Regions from separate parts of the Mus musculus genome. Here regions 1, 2, 4, 5 and 6 are each linked to region 3. Evidence: chromatin contacts called from public promoter capture Hi-C data. All regions are on one chromosome and are shown on one strand. Each heading gives the region's core, a stretch centred on a gene start, on an enhancer-like site or on the middle of the called end of the contact. The rest is flanking DNA. Distances are from core to core; before and after follow the strand shown.

Region 1 (2,999 bases), core at 405-2,904, 500 kb before region 3:
TATCCCCATCTGCAAAATGGGAAGAGGTATTGGAGGAGATTGCTTGCCCCATCCCTTCTGCTCATGCTTCCAGGACCACAGGATCCTTGGCAGGTGGAAAGGAAGGCTCCTTCAAAGAGAGTGGAAAGAGAAGCCAAGTTCATGCCAGTACTCCGTTCCTGGGGATGGTGAATTCACATGGACCTGAGGTCTCAAGTTGTGGAATTTGCTAGGTCCATTCTCCCTTTATAATCTGGGATTCAAACGCCTGTTTCTTATAAAGACATCAAACAACAACAAACCCACCCACAACCCCACCCTGTTACCACCATTTCTTAAAAGTTGAAAATGTTGATCTAGGATGTCGCTCTGTTAGTAGAATGCTCTCCTGGTTTGATCTCCAGAAACGTACAAAACAGACACAAAACAAGCTTGTTGGTGCATGCCTGCGATTTCAGCACTCGGATAGAAGCAGGAGGATTCCTGCATGTTCAAGGCTACCCTGGTCTTAACACAGTGAGTTCTAGGCCAGCTAGAACTACTTAGCATACTCTCCCCAAATAAAGCAGACTTTTACAAAATACATAATCAGAAAACAAAAACAAAAAACAAAAAGGAGAACCAAAAAAAAAAAAAAAACCCAAAGACCAAAAGAACAGTTTCTTATTTCACTGGAAAAAGACATTTAAAAATATGACATGAGTTTTTGCATATAGATATGAGTTTCAACAAACATACTTCTCTGTGTGGTCCAGTGTTTGGGATCCACTAACATGTGCGTGCTCGAGCACACACACACACACACACACACACACACACACACACACACACACACACACCTCTATAAAATGGGGCATAATTTGTCCACTTTACAGATAAGGAAACAGGTCCCGATAGCTCAAGTTCAAGGTTAGTGTTAGTTTGTCTGGGTTTCAAAGGCTAAGCAATGACTGAGTCAAGCTGCCTCCCAGGAGTGCCCCTGAGGGTGTTCTTTGGCCTAATCACCACCCTTGACTTTGAGGCGTTGTTGTTTAGATCTTCATGATGTTCAGACTTCATGGCTTGCATCGACTTGGGCACGGGGGAGGATGTAAAGGAAAAACCAGCTTGCCAGCCCCTTTCCCTCCTGGTTTTGGTACTCAGCCTGGGTCTTGTTCCCTGGCTCCATCTCCTTGTTCTGTGGGCCAAGGAATCCCCAAGGCTGGCGTGGGGTGTTAACAGTTTAGGAGTTTCCCTCTCCCAGGGGGGTGTTGACAGTTTCCTAGGAGACTCTGAAAACCTTCAACGCCTCTAAGACGCAAAGGCGTGGAAGCAGAATGGAGAGACTGGAGGCATTGTCATAGATGGTAGGGGGTAATCAGGAATCAAGAGATTGAGTTCAACGTCTATCAATAATCCTCATTTCGTTCCTTCCCCCATTTCCACGGGCTTTGTGGGGAGCTGGAACCCCACAACTCAGGTTGACCGAAGGGAGTCCCAGTAGTCAGGAGGCCTGAAGCCGGGGCTGGGGTAGAGGCTATGTTTCTGGCTGAGGGACCTCAGGGTCACCGTGCCTGACCGTACCTCTGACTGTCAGAACCTGGAGGGCCCCTTTCCCTCCTCCTCCCCCGCCCCCCTTCCATTCCTCTCAGTTCTTTACGCCCGCGCGGGAACGCGCCCCGGCCGCGCCGCGCCAGTGCCCGGGAGCGCGCGCCTCGGCGCGGGAGCGCGCCCCGGGGAGAGCCGGAGCAAGATGGAGGCCGCGCAGAGGACGCCGCCTGGGCCAAGGCAACCGCTGTTAGGAGCATCGAGCACCGGAGCTTGAGCCCTGCCGGTCCCGGATCAGCCGTCCCGACTCGGCCCAGGTTGGTCTTCCCACATCCCTTCTCCGCGGCCGCAGCCTCCGCGCGTGTCCGGCCTGGGCGCGGGGCAGCCCCCCCCCCCCCAGCTCTGGCCCTACCCGGGCCCAGCGGCTCCCCCGCGCCAGGCACGGCCCCTGCCCACCGCCCGCCCCTCCAGGCCCAGACTGCCCGCTGGCCTCGATCGCCTGTTCCCTTGGCCTGGAAAGCCACTCTCCTCGGCCCTGGCCCGCCAATCCTACACTACCCCCCCGCAGCCGACATTCAGCCCCGGCTTCTAAGGAGCCCCCCCTATCCCCGCCCCCCAATCCCCGCCACAAGTGCAGACCCTGCAGTGTCAGCCCCTGATTCCACGCTAGCCTCATCCTGATTCCAACACTTAGCCCTGGGTACCAGCTCCAGTCTTCTGCCTGGCCCTACTGTAACCTTCCTCGTGCCCTCAGTACCAGCCCCTGACAACCTCTTCTCTTCCTTATAGAGAAGCGTCTATCCTCTTTCAGATCCCCTTTAGACACCCAGTCCCAGACCCACTACCCCTAATAACAGCTCCAATATGCCCTTCCCAGCTCTCTCTATTCGGTGCTTGTTAATGCTCCAATATTGATCTCCATCTTTCATTACATCTCCCCACGTCCCCTTCTTAATCCAGCACCAGTTCCCAAGCCCCCTCTTGAACTCCCCCACGAGCACTTTCTGGCACCCCCCTACTTCCAGATCCCATGTCCTCATCCCATCCCCCCCCCAACTTTCCCATGACTCCTTCTCAGGCCCCCCAATAGGAGGCCTTCAAGTCGCCGCCCCAACACTGTCATGACCCCCTCCTAGCTCCCCAGTCAGCCCCCAGGTTCCCAGCTCCGCCTCAGGCCCCGCCCTTGCGAGTTCCTAGACTCAGGGCTGCTTCTCGCGTGCGTCCCCAGCTCCCGCCCCGCGGCCGGTGGTCAGTCCTGGGCCGGCGGCCCCCTGTCAGCCGCTGCCGCCGGCCCCGCCCCCGGGCACCATGCTGCCCTCGCAGGAAGCCTCCAAGCTCTACCATGAGCACTACATGCGGAACTCGCGGGCCATCGGCGTGCTATGGGCCATCTTCACCATCTGCTTCGCCATCATCAACGTGGTGGTCTTCATCCAGCCCTACTGGGTAGGCGACAGCGTGAGCACTCCCAAGCCTGGCTACTTCGGCCTCTT
Region 2 (3,102 bases), core at 339-2,838, 420 kb after region 3:
TCTCTAAGTGTGGCCTGGGCTCTTGATGAAGGGGAGGGATCTTTATAGACTTCATCTCACATTCTAGGATGTCAACCGGCTTATAGCAACACACTTGCAAATCATTGACCTCAAACACATGGGGAAAGAGAGCAGGAAAAGTGAAGTCCATATATAATTAGAGACTAGCAGGTATCCCCCACACTCAGGTCTCAGTGCTCTGTGAATTCTGGATGAGAGATGACACTTGATTCTGCAAATAGTCTGGTGAATGCATCAGGGAGATGCCCAGACTAAGTCTGATTGGATGCCATGTGCAGAAGGAATCACTAGGCTCAGGAGTGGGAGGGCAGGAGGTCTGGGGCTTCCCCTCTCCCACCTCCATTCTCCCTGAGCTCTACGGTCTCTTTTTCTCTCCTTTGCTTTTCTACCTCCCACCAAATGTCAGCAAAGGAGAACTTTGCCCTGCAAGATTGAATACTCTGAGAGAATAGCTTAATAATTACTGCTTGGGCATGTTAGCCTACATTATCAAGATTGCTGTTAAAAGTACTGGCTGTCTCTCCTCCTTACATTCTAGATAGGGAAAGAGCGGCTAAGGATTTGAGTTTATCGCTGTTGTACAGCTAAAATGTGCCAGACCAAGGGCCAGGGTTTGAACATCTCTGTCCCCTGCAAGCCACCTCTCTTTCACCCATGCCTCTTATTTCCCCATCTGGGAAGCCATTGCTGCTTTCCTGTCCCCTACGTCTTCTCATAGCCCAGTCTTCTGCTTTCAGTGTACCTCAGGTAAGCAGGCAGCCAGTTTAGAGCTGTAGGCACAGCTGCTGGCCCCGCCTGCAGCAATTTACCCGTGACCTTCTGGGCTCTGGGCCAGCCCTTCTTGAAAGGGAAACGTGCAGACTCTGGGGACAGAAATTAGTTCCCCTGAGCTAGAATGGCTGCTATTGCCAACTGCACCAAAAGAAACTATTCTGTGTGCTGGGGAAACCACACAACTCTGGGAGGCTAGCGAAGGGGGAGGGGCTGCATCACAGTCCCCCAACCTTCACTAAAGGCACATCAGGGGGTTGGAGGGTACAGGCAAGGGAAAGCCAAGACGTTTCCCATGACCACAAATAAGCGTCTATTCCCTCCCTCTAAATTTTAACTTTAGTTCACCTTTAATCAGCATCAATAAAGAACTACGGCACAGTGCAAATACTTTCTTAACAATGGCTTTAAGGGCAATTTGGAGAGGGGTCAACCTGTCACCTCAAATAAGTATTGTCACCTATTCTGTTTTCTGTGCTTTCTGTGGATTTGATGCAACCATTAAAGTGTCCCTAGGTACTCAGTGCGTCTGAGAGCAGTGGGATCTGAAGGATACAGGAATACAGAGGGGTCTCGCTCACCTTTTGCACTCCAGGGTTGAGGTCCTTAGCCACTTTTGCCATCCTGGCGGTGCAGAAACAGCACCTGGCTTCTCAGGCAGGGGCCAGAGGGAGCGCGCAGCCTGGACAGCGCTGCTGAATGGCCAAGTTCAGGTTCCTTTGCCTGTGTGCAGCCGGCGGCTCTGTGCTCAGAGCCGCGCCGCTGCCCGCTTTAATTGGAGAGCGGGACTCCCTCTAAAAAGTGACCAGCCAATGCGCGTGGACACCCACTCCAGGCCAGCCAATCAGAGCAAAAAGCTGCATCCCTCCCTTAGGGTGGCCTCTGCAGGGAGGCTGAGAACTTGGCTAAACTCTACCCTGACGTCAGCTTAGCCGGCTGCCCTGCCACCTCGGGCTCACAGCTGTCCCCTAGGCGGCAGGAATCCCTCCCCACGCCCTTCTCCTTTAAAGGGCAAGGAGCAGAGGGAGGGGCAGAGGAGACCCAGGCAGATCCATTCAGGTCAAAAGAGAGAGCAAATAGGAGAGCCAAGGTATTTTTAGAGAGCTGGGTCCAAAAATAAATGCTGAGCAGTGCTCTCTGCCCACCTCTTCCCCCTTGTCCCAGGGGGGTGCGCGGGGGCAGGTGGTCTCCAGAAGCCTCAACTGACCCTAACCTGGCTAAGGTCTCTAGTAACCAGAGAGAAAAGACTCTAGTACATTATCATTTGTTAAAAACAATAGCCACAAAAATTTTTTTAAAAATTTAAAATATCTTTTTTAAAAATAACTTTTAAACTTCTCAGAGGAAGAAAACAATATTCTTTCTCTCTCTCTCTCTCTCTCTCTCTCTCTCTCTCTCTGTGTGTGTGTGTGTGTGTGTGTGTGTGAGAGAGAGAGAGAGAGAGAGAGAGAGAGAGAGAGAGAGAGAGAGTGCATGTGTGTGGAGGTCAGAGAATAACTTGTGGACATCAATTCTCTCCTTCCACCAAGTGGGCTCCCAGCATCAAACTCTGGTCATCAGGCTTGGCAGCAGCAAATATCCATACCCAGGGAGCCGTTCCCATATTATAGCTTCAAAATTATTTTTATGGTTCCAACTGAGAAAACGAGGAGAGATAGTCAGGTGATCAAAGGTGTGCTCTTCGATAGGACTTGTTTAGTCTAAAACGGTGAGATCGGAACTGGCCCCAGGGGTTGGAGCACGAGACTGTAAAGGATAGACTGTGAAAATTAGTAATTAAGTCTTGCAAGTCTGGATGAGCAAAATCTATCTGTTTCTCACCCTTGGAATGAAGTATCCATGAAACATCTAACAATGGTTTCTGTAAGTTGGCCAGGCTGTTTGCTCCGGAGCTCACGTTGCTCTCGGAGACTGCTTTCCCGACTTCGACTCCCCTGCCACAAGAGAATACAGAACAGGTACCTTTTTATCCAGAACAATCCTGCTTCACCTGTCATGAGGTGAGGAGGCCTTTCTACAACCCACATGGGCAAAATCTCCTGCCAGAAACTGGGATTCCAGTGGGTGAAAGTGAAAGATTGCCTGCAGGAGATCCAATATAGATCTTAAAGTATATCCTTCAGTCTTCTAATCAGAGACTTCCTATTGCTGAGTATTTAACCTGTCGTGCTCTTCCGGAGTCGCAAATCATCGCCAGTCCCTTCTGCCCCAAACCATGATTCCCTTTCCAGACTCCTGGAGAAGGTTTTCCATTGGTGACCTTCCTATATTTCTTTCTCATAGGTGTCTGCTACAATTAGTTTGGCTAAC
Region 3 (3,107 bases), core at 92-2,591:
TTTATATGCTCAAAAGCCCAACATCCTGAGTTCAAGCCCTGCTTCTACTTAGCTGCAGAATGCTCTGCACCAATTACCCATTTTTCTTTCCTTTGAATAATGAGTAAACCAAGTAAGTGCATGATGCAAAAACAAAACAAAACAAAACAACCCAAAGCCACAGGAGTGCTTTGAATACAGGTGGTCTAATATGTGTTAGCTATTACTGTAATAAGTAAACTATCACCTAAATGTTGTTTGTGTTGGTGTTGCACAGTTCATCTGTGACTGTAGGCTAGGAAAAATTAATTGGCTCAGATTACAGGGATTATTTTATGATAAAAACTCAAAAGAATGAATTCCTAACCTGCTGGGTTTTAGTCTTCACACCTGTAAAGTGTCTGTAACAGCCACATCTCTCCCCCTACTTTCCAGGAGAGCTCACATGCCTGGTCCATTGTAAGTCTTCAAAACATACATGTTGAATCGGTGAATGTGTGGGCCACCGGGGTATCAGTGATACCGCAAGCTTCGGGATTCTGTCTTGCGAGTCATCTGGACCAACTTGTGGCCCCTGAGACCTAGTACAGCGGAGGCCCACAGAAGGCAGAAGATGAGTGCTGAACTGAGTAGCCAGGCTGGCTGTGTGTTGGTCAGCGTTCCACATCCAGATAATGGAGCTCTGGTTAAATGAGCCTAAAAGGAACCTTTCTGGAGACAGGTCCGGGAGATAAGGCGTCACCTGGGAGATGGAAGAGGGTGAGGAGCCTCTCAAGTAGATGGAGTAATTTGATAAAAAAGAATGTGGGTTCCTGTTAAACTGATTTAATAACACTCTTTGCTAACACTGGTCCTTTTATACATGGGGACTATCTGAGAACTAAGTGCCAATATTAGCCGTGGTTACCTTTGAAGAACAGAGGCTCTATGTGGCTCTCGTGGATGCTTACAGAAAGAGGAGTTGAGACAGAAGTGTAACTTTAGATATTTTCAAGGAGCAAGACAGATCTCTAAAGCAACCAGAGATTACTACCTGAAGAGGGAAGACCTGAGCCTAGATCTTGAACTCTCTACCAAGGCTTAGGCTTCATTTGGTTTCTTTTTCCTAATATTCAATCACCTTCCGGAATCTTTTGTTTATTCATTTTATAAGACAGATTAAAGCTGCTTTTAATCTTTCACTTATCTTCTTGTCTCTCGGGATCCAAGAGGTCCAAACGCCTGCATCGCTCCAGGCTACGCCCTGGAATGTCTCACTTTTTCCCCTTCGGTCTTCCGAAGCCGCTAACGTCCAACGCACAAGAACTACAGCTCCCAGCATGCCGTGCGCTCGCCGCGAGCGCGCCGCACGTAGCTGACGTACGGTGTAGCGCGGGGAATTTCGAGTAGAGGAGCTGCGTGGCGGGCCGGTAGCTGGCGGTCTCATCAGGTGCGGCCATGGAGGTCCTGGCCGAGCCGCGATGGCCTCCGGGGTTGGCGGTGATGAAGGTGAGTGTCGGGGGAAGGCCGGGGCGCGGACGTCGTCGGTGCGAACAGGCACCCCGGTCCGCGCGCCGCCGCCTCGGCCCTAACCTGGCCTCGCGACGCCGGTCCTCAGTTTCCAACCCCCGAGACGGTCCGGGAACGCGCCGCGGCCCTGCGCAGTCAGCCTTAGGTCGCCGCCCTAACGAACCGGATGTTTTGGGTTTCTGTCACTATCACCGCGTCTCCCCGTAAAGTAGTGTCAACGATGGTGACATCACATCCTACGAGGACTCCTGTGTTAACAGTGACACCACTCGTGATTTGTGTGGACGTTGCATCGGATGACATTTTATAATCAAGCAGTATAGCAGAGGGTCCGCTTATCATGGTTTTCCATTTCTGGCTGTGGTCCAGAAGTCCTCCACGTTCTTAACACACTGCATCCGGCTTCCCTGCCTAATGTGCCCTCCATGACTCAATAATGACGCATCTCTCTTTATTTAACTTTTATTTATTTTATTAATTTAGGAGACGAGGTCATACCCTGTAGCCCCTGGCTCACATCTTTTTAAAAGAGAGACCAGGACCTAGACCCAGCGCTTAGCCTTTCCTTTTAAGGAATTATTGCATACTGAATTATCTCCCTTAAATAACATTTAGTAGGATGTGTTGTTTGTTTGTTTGATTGTTTTTGAGACAGGGTTTCTTTGTGTAGCCTTGCTCTTGTAGGACCAGGCTGGCCTTGAACTCAGCGAGATCTGCTTGTCTGCCTCTGCCTCCCAAGTGCTGGGATTAAAGATGTGTGCCACCTCTGCCCATCCGGTGGATGTTTTTTGTTTTGATGTTTGTTTTCTACCAAGATTGGGTAGCCCTCCTGCCTCTGTCTGCTGAGTGCAGCAGGCTTACGTTGTATCTGTTATAACCTAGACGGTTTCCCTATGACAGTTGGTTATTCTTTGCTTTTATAATTGTTGTTTTTTGAGACAGGGGTTTTTTTGGATATCCTTGGCTGTCCCGTAACTAGCTCTGTCCTCTGAGTGCAGGCTTTTTCCTTCTGTTCTTACAAACAATGCATCTATTACAACCTGAACATTTCCCTTCCACAACTGATTATTGTTTGTTTTATTTTGTGTGTGTGTGTTGTTTTTTGAGACAGGCCTCCTTTGTTGAATCCCTGCCTATCCCAGAACTAGCTCTGTAGACCAGGCTAGCCTAGAACTCACAGACCTCAATGCCTCTGCCTTCCAAGTGCTGGGATTAAAGGCATGTGCCACCACTGCCCAGCACAAGCAGGTTTTTATAGCTATGTAATGTTTCATATGGACTGTAAATGACAACTTTTTGGTTTGTGTTTGGCTTTATGACGGGCTCCTTATGTAGTAGTGCAGGTAGGCTTGAAGCTTGGATACTCCTGCTCCTGCCACTGAAGTGTTAAGATTAAAAGTAGGTACTCCCTTGGTTGTATTTGCTTATATTTACATTAATTATTCTAAAGAATTATTTATTTTATTTTTCGCATTGAGTGCTTTACCTACTTGTATGTATATGCACTGCATACATGCCTGGTGCCCATGGAGGTCAGAGACGACGTCCTCTCGCCTGGAGCTGGAGTCCTGGATGGCTGGGAGCCGTGTGTGGGCACGGGGAATCCAGCACAGGTCCCC
Region 4 (3,259 bases), core at 228-2,727, 280 kb before region 3:
GACCGACGGAGCCAGCCTCACACTGAGCTTTGATGTGATGACAAATACTGTTTTGTTTTCTTCCGCAGCCAGTGGCTTTAAGCACAAGTTCATGTGACTATAACCAAGCATTCCTAATCTCTGTGGGTCTCAGTTTCCTAAGCTGAGAAACAAGCACGGTTAGGTCAACCATGGGCAAGGTCTCCAGCACATTCCTTTGTCCTGGGGCTCCCAGAGGCATGATCCCCAAGAGCGCTGTCAGGGTGCTTGGCCTTATGATTTTCCCAAGCTGTATCTGAGTGCCGAGCCCTCTAATCCTGAGGTTTGGACAGCTTTGAGGCTGGGGAATGACTAAGAAGAGGGTGAGGCGGCTGGCTCATTTTCTCTGGGAGGCACGCTAGAGCTCCAGTCGTGAATTCATCTTGCCACCCAGTGGAAGTGGAATCCTAAACACAAAGCTTCAAATGCTGGTAGATTTTCCCAATTCTGAAATTGCTTTCAGCCAATATTACCTTTGCTTTTGGAGCACAAGCCAGGCTATTGTGCTGGGAATAATCCTTGTCTTACTGGAGTGGCTTGTGTTGCCATAGTTACTATTTGGGTTCTGTGCACCTAAAATTTCAAGTATTTATCAGGTGAAAAGAATTTCCTGCTCTCTCTCTCTCTCTCTCTCTCTCTCTTCCCCTCCCTCCCTCCCTCCCTCCCTCCCTCTTCCTCTCCCTCCCCCCCCTCTCTCTGAGTGTGTGTGTGTGTGTGTGTGTGTGTGTGTGTGTGTGTGTGTGTGCATGCACACGTGCATTACACTCTGCCTTTGGAAAATCAGAGTGAGAAAAATAGATATTATATTCTATTCAATGGCTATTTTCAGTGGGGACTGTCATATAAAGACCCGCAGAGAAACAGTTAACTCTCCAGCAGCGAAAAAAAAAAAACGGGTTTGGCTATGGCCTTGAAAAATGGAGTTATCAGCACCCCGCTGAGGCCCCGCCATCACTGCGGATGATGGATGAAAACGCACGTTGTCACTGCCAGTTGTGCAGCTCAGGAAATTGCACGAGGCAGCTGGTTATTTATGATGGAGCTACACAGAGCTGGTCAGCAGGTTTCTCCATTGCTGCCACACTGTGCCCATGGTAACTTTCTTCACAGTGCTGAAGGGTGGGGCAGAAGTTTTCGAGGAGGTGGCTCTCAGAGGGTGTATGTGTGGCTTAATAGCACAGTAGCTTAGCAGCTACTGGAGGGAGCAAGCTTGGCCATTCAGCATGTGTGACTATCTAGATGGATAACCCACCCGAGACCCGTGTGTTTGTGCTGCCTGTTTGCCTGGCTGCTTCGCAGGCTCGGAGTTGACCCACGGTGGTGCCCAGAAATAGTCCCCTCTGCCTGGTCTCCACGAGCTAGACTGCTTTTTTTATGTGGCTGTCTCCTAGGAGTCCAAAGCTATGCCACATGGCTGGAAGCTGTGTTTACAAGCTTTTCATCTGTCTTTCTTAACTTGTGGTTGCTATGGTTTCCTCAGCCTGCTGGGCCTAGCCCTTGAAGAGGGACAAGCTGTCCACTCAACCGAAAGCCAGAGGCACCAGCTCCATCAGCACAGGCCTTTTGGATATGTTCTCAATGATATCAGACCACCTTTCCATCCCGAGTCCCAGACTTCTCTCCCTTAACAAGGCAGCCTTGGTCATGGCCCCAGGATGATTCCCTCCTGCTGTCTGTCGCTGTTCTGTCTCCAGCATGTTTGTCTCAGCTGGGGTGTTCATGTTGCTTCCCACTGCCCTGACTTCTCAGTGGCTTAGATTTGCTTTGCTGAAATCTATGCAACTCTCTCACCAGCTTTACCTCATTATATGCAGGATACATTCACACCCAGGGTGCCTCTTGAACCCACGGCTATCCTTTGCTGCTGGTTCAGCATTCATTTATTTATTTCGGGTAACAGCACCTTGTGTTTTCCAGGTTCACCTCCCCCAACACATCCGATACAGTTCGCAAGGGTCTGCCGGCCTCACTCCACCCCCAAGGGCTAGCCAGTTAGGATAGCTGTTCCCTCCAGCTTTTACGATGGCTCTGAGATGGACACATGAAGCTGGGGTCGCAAAAAAGTGACTCCTGGAGTGTTCGTTACCAAGTCTCTTGCTCTGTGGTTCTATAGTGGGGTCTGGTGGAATCCTGATACGCAGGAGGTAGGGAGGGCTGCTATCTACAGAAGACAACAGCACGGAGAAGACAGCTGGGAGCACAGCAGATCTGAGACTCCATGTGCGCTCTCACTAGAGTCCAGACTCCGGGTCTGAAGAAATTCTCTTAATGCAAATGACTGTTTGACAGGACCCTAGCCATCCCAGAAAGGTAAACATGGCTCATGCAGGCCTTGCCCTTCTCCCTTGTTCTCTCTGCCTTGCTAGAAACCATTAGATTACATTCCTAAAGCTAGCCCCCCAAGGTCTATTTTCTTATATGACCGATCCCTCTTTCTGAGGCAAACTACCAAGTTCCAGCAATCAAAAGCCACCTTTGATTCATCTAATTAGCATGCCCAATTAAAATTAAACACCTCATCCTAACACAGGGCTTCCCTCTTTACCTTTATAAGCTGTCATTTGCCTATGGATCACAGTCTGTCTCCCTTCTATCCAGTGGCAGTCCTTGTTCCTCCAGGCCGTCCTTTGTCCCCCTCCGGTACAAATGCTCCTCCCCCCTCCCTTGCCCCTTTTTGTTCCCTTCTCCTTCTCCCTCTTCCTCTATCTCCTGTCGCTGTCTCATATTCCTGCCTTCTGTTCCCCTGGGACAAATCTCCTTTGTGCCGAGAACTTGGTCTTGGGGGTCCCGAGCCCCTACTTTCCCCTGCACTGTTTGAATTAGTTTCCTATGACTGGCATCTGAAAGAGTCTTATCTGACTGCATTTCAGTGACACCAGACTTACCCAGCATGCTTAGCTGCTCTGATCTGAGCCTATTTCCCTTGGTTGCAGTGACAGTGTGTCTCCACTATGCCATCTTTAAAGGGCACTCATAAACGCTGATGACTTCTGTGACCTCTGGCATCTTCTCACATTTCCCCCACTCTGCCAGTTCTCTCTCACTGTGGGCTGGCAGCACAGCATCCTCATTATAACCATGGCATTAGCATCCTCTTTCTGGGATGAAGTCACAGAACGTTGGCTGTGTCTGCACACAGCTTATGAGTTACAAAGCAGGGATGTGTACTCCAGGTCTGGCTTAATATTCATTTTGTTTCACTACATGACTTCCTAGGTATGCCTCGAAGAGTTAGTAATTG
Region 5 (3,277 bases), core at 353-2,852, 450 kb before region 3:
ATGTGGGGCTGGCAGTGTAGCCAGGGATGTATCTGAGCCCCAAGCACACACACCACAGAAAGGTCTTAAGTTGCTGGCTTCTGATGTTATATATTATTAAATTAGTTTCAATGGAAGGTGTAAGGGAAGGTGGAGAAAAGCAGGAGGTAGTTGAAAAGCCAAGCATGGTAAATTACTCACTAGGAGAATAGCATTAAAGGTTGCAACGAATCCATTCCTTATTTACTTGTACCTTGGATTATGTTTCTCATGCAACATTCTGTCTGTTCAATTCCGTGTCCTCTGCTGTCTATCAATCTATCAAAGAACTGCTAAAGCCTACCGCCAAAAAGCATATCAAAGGCTGAAATGCACCAGTGATAAAACCGACCCATTACTGCTTATCTGTATCGCTTAACACCAACATTCCCTTAACTAGACAGATCAGTTATCAAAGCCTTTCTAATATTGAATCTTTAGCAACCCAAGACAGAGCAATCTATACTTTCCCAACAAGATGGACTCACAATACTCAGGAAGTTAACAATAAACTAGTGGAATATAATCTTTTCAGTTTCATGATGATCTACAGAATATCCTACTGACTGAGAATTTGGTGATTAGTCAGGGAGTAGGGCCCTAATTATTTTGGAAAGTGAGACTAAAGGCCAGTTAATTTTGAAAAGGTACAGAGAAAAAAAGCTCCATGTAGATTTATAGGGTTAATAATTAATTACATGTCTAAAGCTTATTATAACTGCTAACACTGAAATCATGATTTTGGATCTTTAGGGTAGGAGGGTTTCTTAGCAAAGTACTGAAATTGGTATCCTAAGAGGTATAAATCACTGCACACAAACTGTATCCCAGCCTCTGCACAAGAGAAGGTTTGTAACCCAGAGCTTGGGCTTAAGCTTCCTTACATACTTACACCCAACTAGGCACTCCAGAGGAAATGAAGGAAAGCCAGAGAACGCTGGATTCCCTAAAGGAAGCTGCTCATCTGTCACCCAAAGCCCAGACACCCAGCCGTGTGAGCTGTCAGTTTAACCCCAATTATACATTGCTGACATGATACTGAGACAGTGTCGACCAACTCCAGTTTCCTTGTTAACAGGAGGATGTTATTCATGACTTTCTCTAACAATGCTCTCATGCACATAGAATCTACATCCTCTGAAGATTCTCTTTAATGAAACTCTTCAGCCATTCCTTCTCCCAAATGACAACAAAAGCAACCCCACAACATAAAAACAGCTACTCATTTCCCCACGGTCCTGTGCAGTCAGTTTTTATATAAGATCCACTCTATTTGCTGTGAATGAGAGGCCACCCTCCAGTCCAGCCCCCTCACCCCCCAATTCAGGACCACCCTTGTGCACTCACTCTCAGCCTGCATGTGATTGAGATGGTATGGTAACTACCTCTGGTGACAGGGGCTTAGGCCTATGTGCAGGGGAACCCTCAGGGGAGGAGATGTTCTAGAGGAGGAAAAAGTATCTTGTTATTTATCTTCTCAGAGTCAAGAAGCAAAACAGAAAGTAACGATAAGCATGGCTGTTTGCCACACTTTTTAGGGAGGGATTTGGTGGTGAGGATGGTTAATGTTTATGCATATGGTAAATGTTTAACTGCAGAACTCACTTCCACAAAGTGGTTAGTTCAGCTAAATGCTTCCTGGTACCTTAGAAAGGACTTATAATGTTTCATGCTATCAATGAACACCTCAATTAGAACTCAGGAAAGAATTAGGTGAATCATTTTAGAGGGCTCACAGTGTTTCTTATGGTGGGGCACAACCTACTCCTTATTCTTCCTAGAGGAACTCTGTTTCTTCACCCCATACTTCCTCTGATTATAATCTTTCTTTTCTTTATTCTCTTACTAGCTTTAGGGGTATACCTGTGAACTATGATCAGTTCCTCTCAAGTGACTGTTATACACCTGCACACATCTAACAGAGTTAAAAATCCATTGTACTTACTGGATCACAAAACAAACAAAGCACCCTCCCACCCCAATACCATGTATATGTGTATTTTTTCTGTGACTTTCATAGGACAGAACATTTTGCTGAGGTAATACCTCTCTAACACATGGGAACTGGAGAGTGAGCTCTTGAGGTGATGGTGTGAAGGGTAACATGAAAGTGATGATAGCAGCTATGACAAGGACTCTGTACCAGGCACTGGGGAAAAGGGAAAGTTCTCAATATACAGACTATCAACAACTGAGGCCCAGAAAACAGACGTGGGCTATGCTATGCTAGGATATATAAATGGAGCTGCTTCAGCAAAACAAGGTGGATAGCAATGTTTTAGAATGGGGAGGGTGCTGGGTGTACAAAGCACAGGGCTCTTGTTTTCCTTCTTCTAGATTCTTTCCCCTCCTTCTCTGTGACTGTGTACCTCATCCCCTCAGTTCTAGATATGAACACGCTTCTTATTCAAGGTTTTTCCTTTCCACTTGGAGCTGGTTTTACTCCTGACACTTATTGATATTTCACTGCTACTTTATTTTTCACAAATTTTTAAAAATACTATTTTTACTTTAGGTGTACAAGTGGTTTGCCTTCCTGTGTGCCTGTGTAAAACATGCACACAATGCCAGGAAATGTCAGAAGAGGGCATTAAATCCCTAGAGACTAGAGTAACAGATAGCTGTGAGGAACCATATGGGTGTTATGGGAATTAAAAATTGGGTTCTCTGAAAGAATGGCCAGTGCTCTTAATGGCAGTCATCACTCTAGCCTGCATTTTAATATTTTTTTTTTAGCTTTTTTTGGTTTTGTTTTGGTTTTTTGAGACAGGGTTTCTCTGTGTAGCCCTGGCTGGCCTTGAACTCAGAAATCCACCTGTCTCTGCCTCCCGAGTGCTGGAATTAAAGGTGTGCGCCACCACGCCCAGCTCTTTTTAACGTTTAACAGACAAGTTTATTTCAACATTTTCTTCTTTCAAATAATAATTTTATGTTTAAAAAACAATATGGAAATAAAATTTGTATTATATCATCTTTCAATATATTCTTTCCTTTTAAAAGACAGGGTCTTGCTAATGTAGCTCAGAGTGGGCTCAAACTTTTGGTGTCTTCAAATAATAGATGTATACCCAAAGCACCCAACCCCCTGCTATAGTTTCTGATGAAAAAAAGGTTGCAAACCAACCCTTCTGTACTCAAAAACAGGAAAGAGCCTTGCTATCAGAATGATGGTATGACTGGTAGGATGGCAAAGCTGTTTTTATGAGAATGGTGACGTTGCATTATTAAATTAGTACTTTATAATCATGTATTTAAAATT
Region 6 (2,965 bases), core at 18-2,517, 280 kb after region 3:
CCTGCACTGGATGTGGGGGGTCATGTCTCATGGGGAAGGGGGTGCCTACCCAAGACTGTTTCAAGGGAAATTAAAAATCGTGAGAGTTATATCCAATGTCATGATGATAAAATGTTGGTAAAAATAAATTACACGTCAGCCAAATAGAGATGTTGATGGCTTTGCTTTTGCTGTCTGGCATCTTTAAAACAGACTAACATGTTGATACTGGCTGTTTCCAGGAAGGTTCTTATAGGAAAAAAATCTTACTGTAGCTGTGTTAATTTTTAGTTTGCTCATTTCGTTCCTTCCCTCCTCCCTCCCCCTCTCTCTCCCTCTCTTCCTCTCTTCTTCCTTTGTGTATGGAGAAAATGTGTACTAGAATGTGTGGGTATTTTTGAGCAGAGGCTATAGGAAGACGTCGGGTATGCTGCTCTGTACTTTTCTACCTTATTCCCTTTAGACACGGTCTGTCACTGAACCTAGATGTGTATCAGGGATGGAGATATTTAGTGGGTAAGAGAGTATGAGTGAGGACCCGAGTTCGAATCTTCAGCTTCCATATAAAAGTCAGGGTGTGGCTGAGTATGTCTGTAAATTCAGTGATATAGGGAGTGGAGACAGGAGAATTGCTGAGGCTTGCTGGCCATCAGCCTACTTCCAGGAACACACAAATAATAAAGTGCCATTGGAGATAGAGACAGGGTTGTCATTTATACAATAATGATCGTGTGAGTGAAGGGACAATGGGGATGAGGGCAGGGGATAGCTCCCATGGTATTCTGGAAAGTTGCTGTGCATCTCCACAGTAGCAGAGCTAGCTCTCTGACCTTTACTAGCTGTGACGCAGTGTTAAAGGGTGACAGACAATTTAACTGTCAGTCTGATATGTCCTCTGTGTGCTAAGACTCTGTTGAACACTTTATATGCAGGCTGCCTTGCTGAGCCTCATTCCTCATAAAACCAGGATAATCACGGAGTTTGTTTCAGAGTGTCCTTGTGCAGACATCAAGGCTCTGGAGTGCAGAGATGGAACAGTCCGAGCCTGCCACAGAACTCCCTTTCAGTTCCGGCCAGTTGAACCATTGCGGATAGAAGCCGTTTGATTTTCCCTGTTCCCACAGACTCGAGGGGCCCGTGGGTGTGGAGCTAGAATGGCTTATTTAAGGCATTATTCATAAATGCTTCTGATGGCTTATTCAGAATCTGTCACTCTCTCTATCTCAGCACTTATGTAAAACATGCAATTTTCGTTTTTGTCAGATCTTTACAGAAAAGGAGCTGTTCTACTCATAAACACAGATGAAACTAACTGGCAGCCTATCTTTGGGATGTCGATTCTCTGTATCTGGGGGAGAGTCCAGGCACACCTGAGGCAGCTGGGAGAGCCTGCCTCACACTGATACTGTCGGCTTGTTTGCCTTTGTGATGAGCGCTGTCATGTCAATGAACTTGACAACCCAAATCCACTCTCCTGCCAAAAATACACTCACACTCGTCCACGGGTTGTGCACAGCGTGTCTTACTGTGCTTTTATTTGGATCTGGAATGTTCTCCAGAGTCTTAGTCTGTTAAGGCTTGTTTCCCAGTCTCTAGGGCTGTGGGCAGGTGGTAGGACCTTTAGGTCTTCCGAGAGAGAGTTGAATCGGTACAAGTGTGCCCTTGGGAGGGGGTGCTGGCTTGTCTCATTCCTTCCCACTGCTGTCTCACTCTCTCTGTCTCTGACTCTTTGTCTTTGTCTCTGTCTTTCTCTGTCTCTCTGTGTCTCTCTTTCATATCCAGGCTGTCAAGTGGTGACCATTTGACTCTTCTACACATCTCTCCCCAAAGCAACAGGTCATCCAGGGGCTGAAACATGAGTAGAAGTCATCTTTTTCCTTCCCTCAAGTTGTTTATCTTTCGTGTTTTGTCACCATGACTAGAGGTTGATTAACAAGTATCATATCTATACTTGTCTCTTAAATGATCTGTATAATTTATCATTTTAGAATAGAGGGTTTTTTTTCCAATGCCAAACTTTAGTTTAGACATTTATTTGATTTTTTAACCTATTTATTTATTTAATTTATATCCTGATTACAGCCCCCTTCCCTCCTCTCCTCCCAATCCTACCCTCCTTCCCCCCACCCCCAGTCACCTCCTCTCCTTCTTCTCAGAGAAAGGGAAGTCCCCTGTGAGGATTGACCCACCCTTGCAGCAGGACTAAGCACACCATCTCCCACTGAGGCCTGACAAGGCAGTCTAGCTAGGGGAAGGGGATCCAAAGGCAGGCAACAGAGTCAGAGACAGCCCCGCTCCAATTGTTAGGGGACCCACATGAAGACCAAGCTACACATTTGCTACTTGTGTAGGGGGCCTAGGTCCAGCCCCTGCTTGCTCATTGGTTGGTGGTTCAATCTCTGTGAGTTCTCATGGGCCCAGGTTGACTCTGTGGGTCTTCTTGTGTCCATGACACCTCTGGCTGGCTCAATCCTACCCTCCCCCACTCATGCACATGACTCCCAGAGCTCTGCCTGATGTTTGGCTGAGGGTCTCTGCATCTGTTTCCATTAGCTGCTGTTTCTCTCATGGGATGAGTCTCAAGTTGGGCCAGTCATTGGTTGGCCATTTCTTCAGTCTCTGTTCCATCTTTGTCTCTGCACACCTTGTGGGTAGAACAAATTTGGGGTCAAAGGCTTTGTGGGTGGGTGGGTGTCCCTCTCTCTGCACTAGAAGTCTTGCCTGGCTACAGGAGGTGGCCACTTCAGTCTCCATATCCTCAGTTTCTAGGAGTCTCAGCTAGAATCACCCTCATAGATTCCCAGGAGTGTCCCCTATCCTAGGCTTCTGGCTATACCAGAGAAGCACCCCTATGGATTTCTATTCTCTCCCAGAGCCCTCTTCTGCCTCCTTCCCCACACCTGATCCCCACCCTTATTCCTCTCCTCACCTCCTATCCCACCTAGTTCTCTTCCTTCATCAACCTTTGATGTCTATTTTATTTCCC

What was found. Promoter capture Hi-C pulls out the DNA fragments that hold promoters and counts their contacts.
Region 1: a promoter capture Hi-C map of hippocampal neurons shows a contact between it and region 3, with 6 times the contacts expected there. The contact joins the promoter of Lhfpl4 here to the promoter of Rad18 in region 3. A contact is called at or near these places in 7 of 39 promoter capture datasets (the 3T3-L1 cell line, cranial neural crest, embryonic stem cells and 3 more), 1 of 484 Hi-C or Micro-C datasets (LSK cells) and 3 of 115 datasets of contacts at active chromatin or transcription factors (astrocytes, large pre-B cells and stem cell-derived neural progenitor cells).
Region 2: a contact with region 3 is called in a promoter capture Hi-C map of liver, with 4 times the contacts expected there. The contact joins the promoter of Lmcd1 here to the promoter of Rad18 in region 3. A contact is called at or near these places in 3 of 39 promoter capture datasets (the 3T3-L1 cell line, liver and stem cell-derived epiblast-like cells) and 1 of 484 Hi-C or Micro-C datasets (muscle stem cells).
Region 4: a contact with region 3 is called in a promoter capture Hi-C map of the HPC-7 cell line, with 6 times the contacts expected there. The contact joins the enhancer-like site here to the promoter of Rad18 in region 3. A contact is called at or near these places in 18 of 39 promoter capture datasets (the 3T3-L1 cell line, the C10 cell line, the HPC-7 cell line and 8 more), 3 of 484 Hi-C or Micro-C datasets (bone marrow-derived macrophages, double positive thymocytes and embryonic stem cells), 15 of 115 datasets of contacts at active chromatin or transcription factors (the 230-238 cell line, acute myeloid leukemia, bone marrow-derived macrophages and 7 more) and 4 of 9 other capture datasets (adipose tissue, embryonic stem cells, liver and 1 more).
Region 5: a promoter capture Hi-C map of liver shows a contact between it and region 3, with 2.9 times the contacts expected there. The contact joins the enhancer-like site here to the promoter of Rad18 in region 3. A contact is called at or near these places in 17 of 39 promoter capture datasets (the 3T3-L1 cell line, 3T3-L1-derived adipocytes, the C10 cell line and 12 more), 1 of 484 Hi-C or Micro-C datasets (cortical neurons), 10 of 115 datasets of contacts at active chromatin or transcription factors (the 230-238 cell line, effector CD8 T cells, embryonic stem cells and 7 more) and 2 of 9 other capture datasets (adipose tissue and liver).
Region 6: a promoter capture Hi-C map of hippocampal neurons shows a contact between it and region 3, with 2.0 times the contacts expected there. The contact joins the enhancer-like site here to the promoter of Rad18 in region 3. A contact is called at or near these places in 2 of 39 promoter capture datasets (HPC-7-derived erythroid cells and hippocampal neurons) and 2 of 484 Hi-C or Micro-C datasets (both in cortical neurons).

The regions. Positions count from the first base shown.
Region 1 is chr6:113,194,039-113,197,037 of GRCm38.p6, reverse strand. It overlaps Lhfpl4 (lipoma HMGIC fusion partner-like protein 4), which reads left to right and starts at 1,654. Exons shown (of 4, transcript NM_177763.3): 1 at 1,654-1,823; 2 at 2,735-2,999. The coding sequence starts at 2,815.
Region 2 is chr6:112,272,244-112,275,345 of GRCm38.p6, reverse strand. It overlaps Lmcd1 (LIM and cysteine-rich domains 1), which reads right to left and starts at 1,588. Exons shown (of 6, transcript NM_144799.2): 1 at 1,374-1,588. The coding sequence starts at 1,415.
Region 3 is chr6:112,694,904-112,698,010 of GRCm38.p6, reverse strand. Rad18 (RAD18 E3 ubiquitin protein ligase) reads left to right here and starts at 1,341. Exons shown (of 12, transcript NM_021385.2): 1 at 1,341-1,467. The coding sequence starts at 1,417. Gm35824 (a long non-coding RNA gene) reads right to left here and starts at 1,343. Exons shown (of 2, transcript XR_377964.4): 1 at 1-1,343.
Region 4 is chr6:112,971,224-112,974,482 of GRCm38.p6, reverse strand. No RefSeq gene overlaps it. Among named protein-coding and RNA genes, the nearest start is that of Srgap3, 26 kb to the right of the region's middle. Within about 2 kb of position 1,477, at least 114 of the 459 cell types and tissues checked have an H3K27ac peak or open chromatin away from gene starts, as enhancers often do. A contact at or near this core is called in the HPC-7 cell line, embryonic basal ganglia, embryonic forebrain and 1 more, where this site is marked.
Region 5 is chr6:113,140,201-113,143,477 of GRCm38.p6, reverse strand. The region is part of intron 17 of Setd5 (SET domain containing 5); the gene reads right to left. Among named protein-coding and RNA genes, the nearest start is that of Lhfpl4, 54 kb to the left of the region's middle. Within about 2 kb of position 1,602, at least 27 of the 459 cell types and tissues checked have an H3K27ac peak or open chromatin away from gene starts, as enhancers often do. A contact at or near this core is called in liver and memory CD8 T cells, where this site is marked.
Region 6 is chr6:112,417,798-112,420,762 of GRCm38.p6, reverse strand. No RefSeq gene overlaps it. Among named protein-coding and RNA genes, the nearest start is that of Gm40395, 5.2 kb to the left of the region's middle. Within about 2 kb of position 1,267, at least 18 of the 459 cell types and tissues checked have an H3K27ac peak or open chromatin away from gene starts, as enhancers often do. A contact at or near this core is called in cortical neurons and hippocampal neurons, where this site is marked.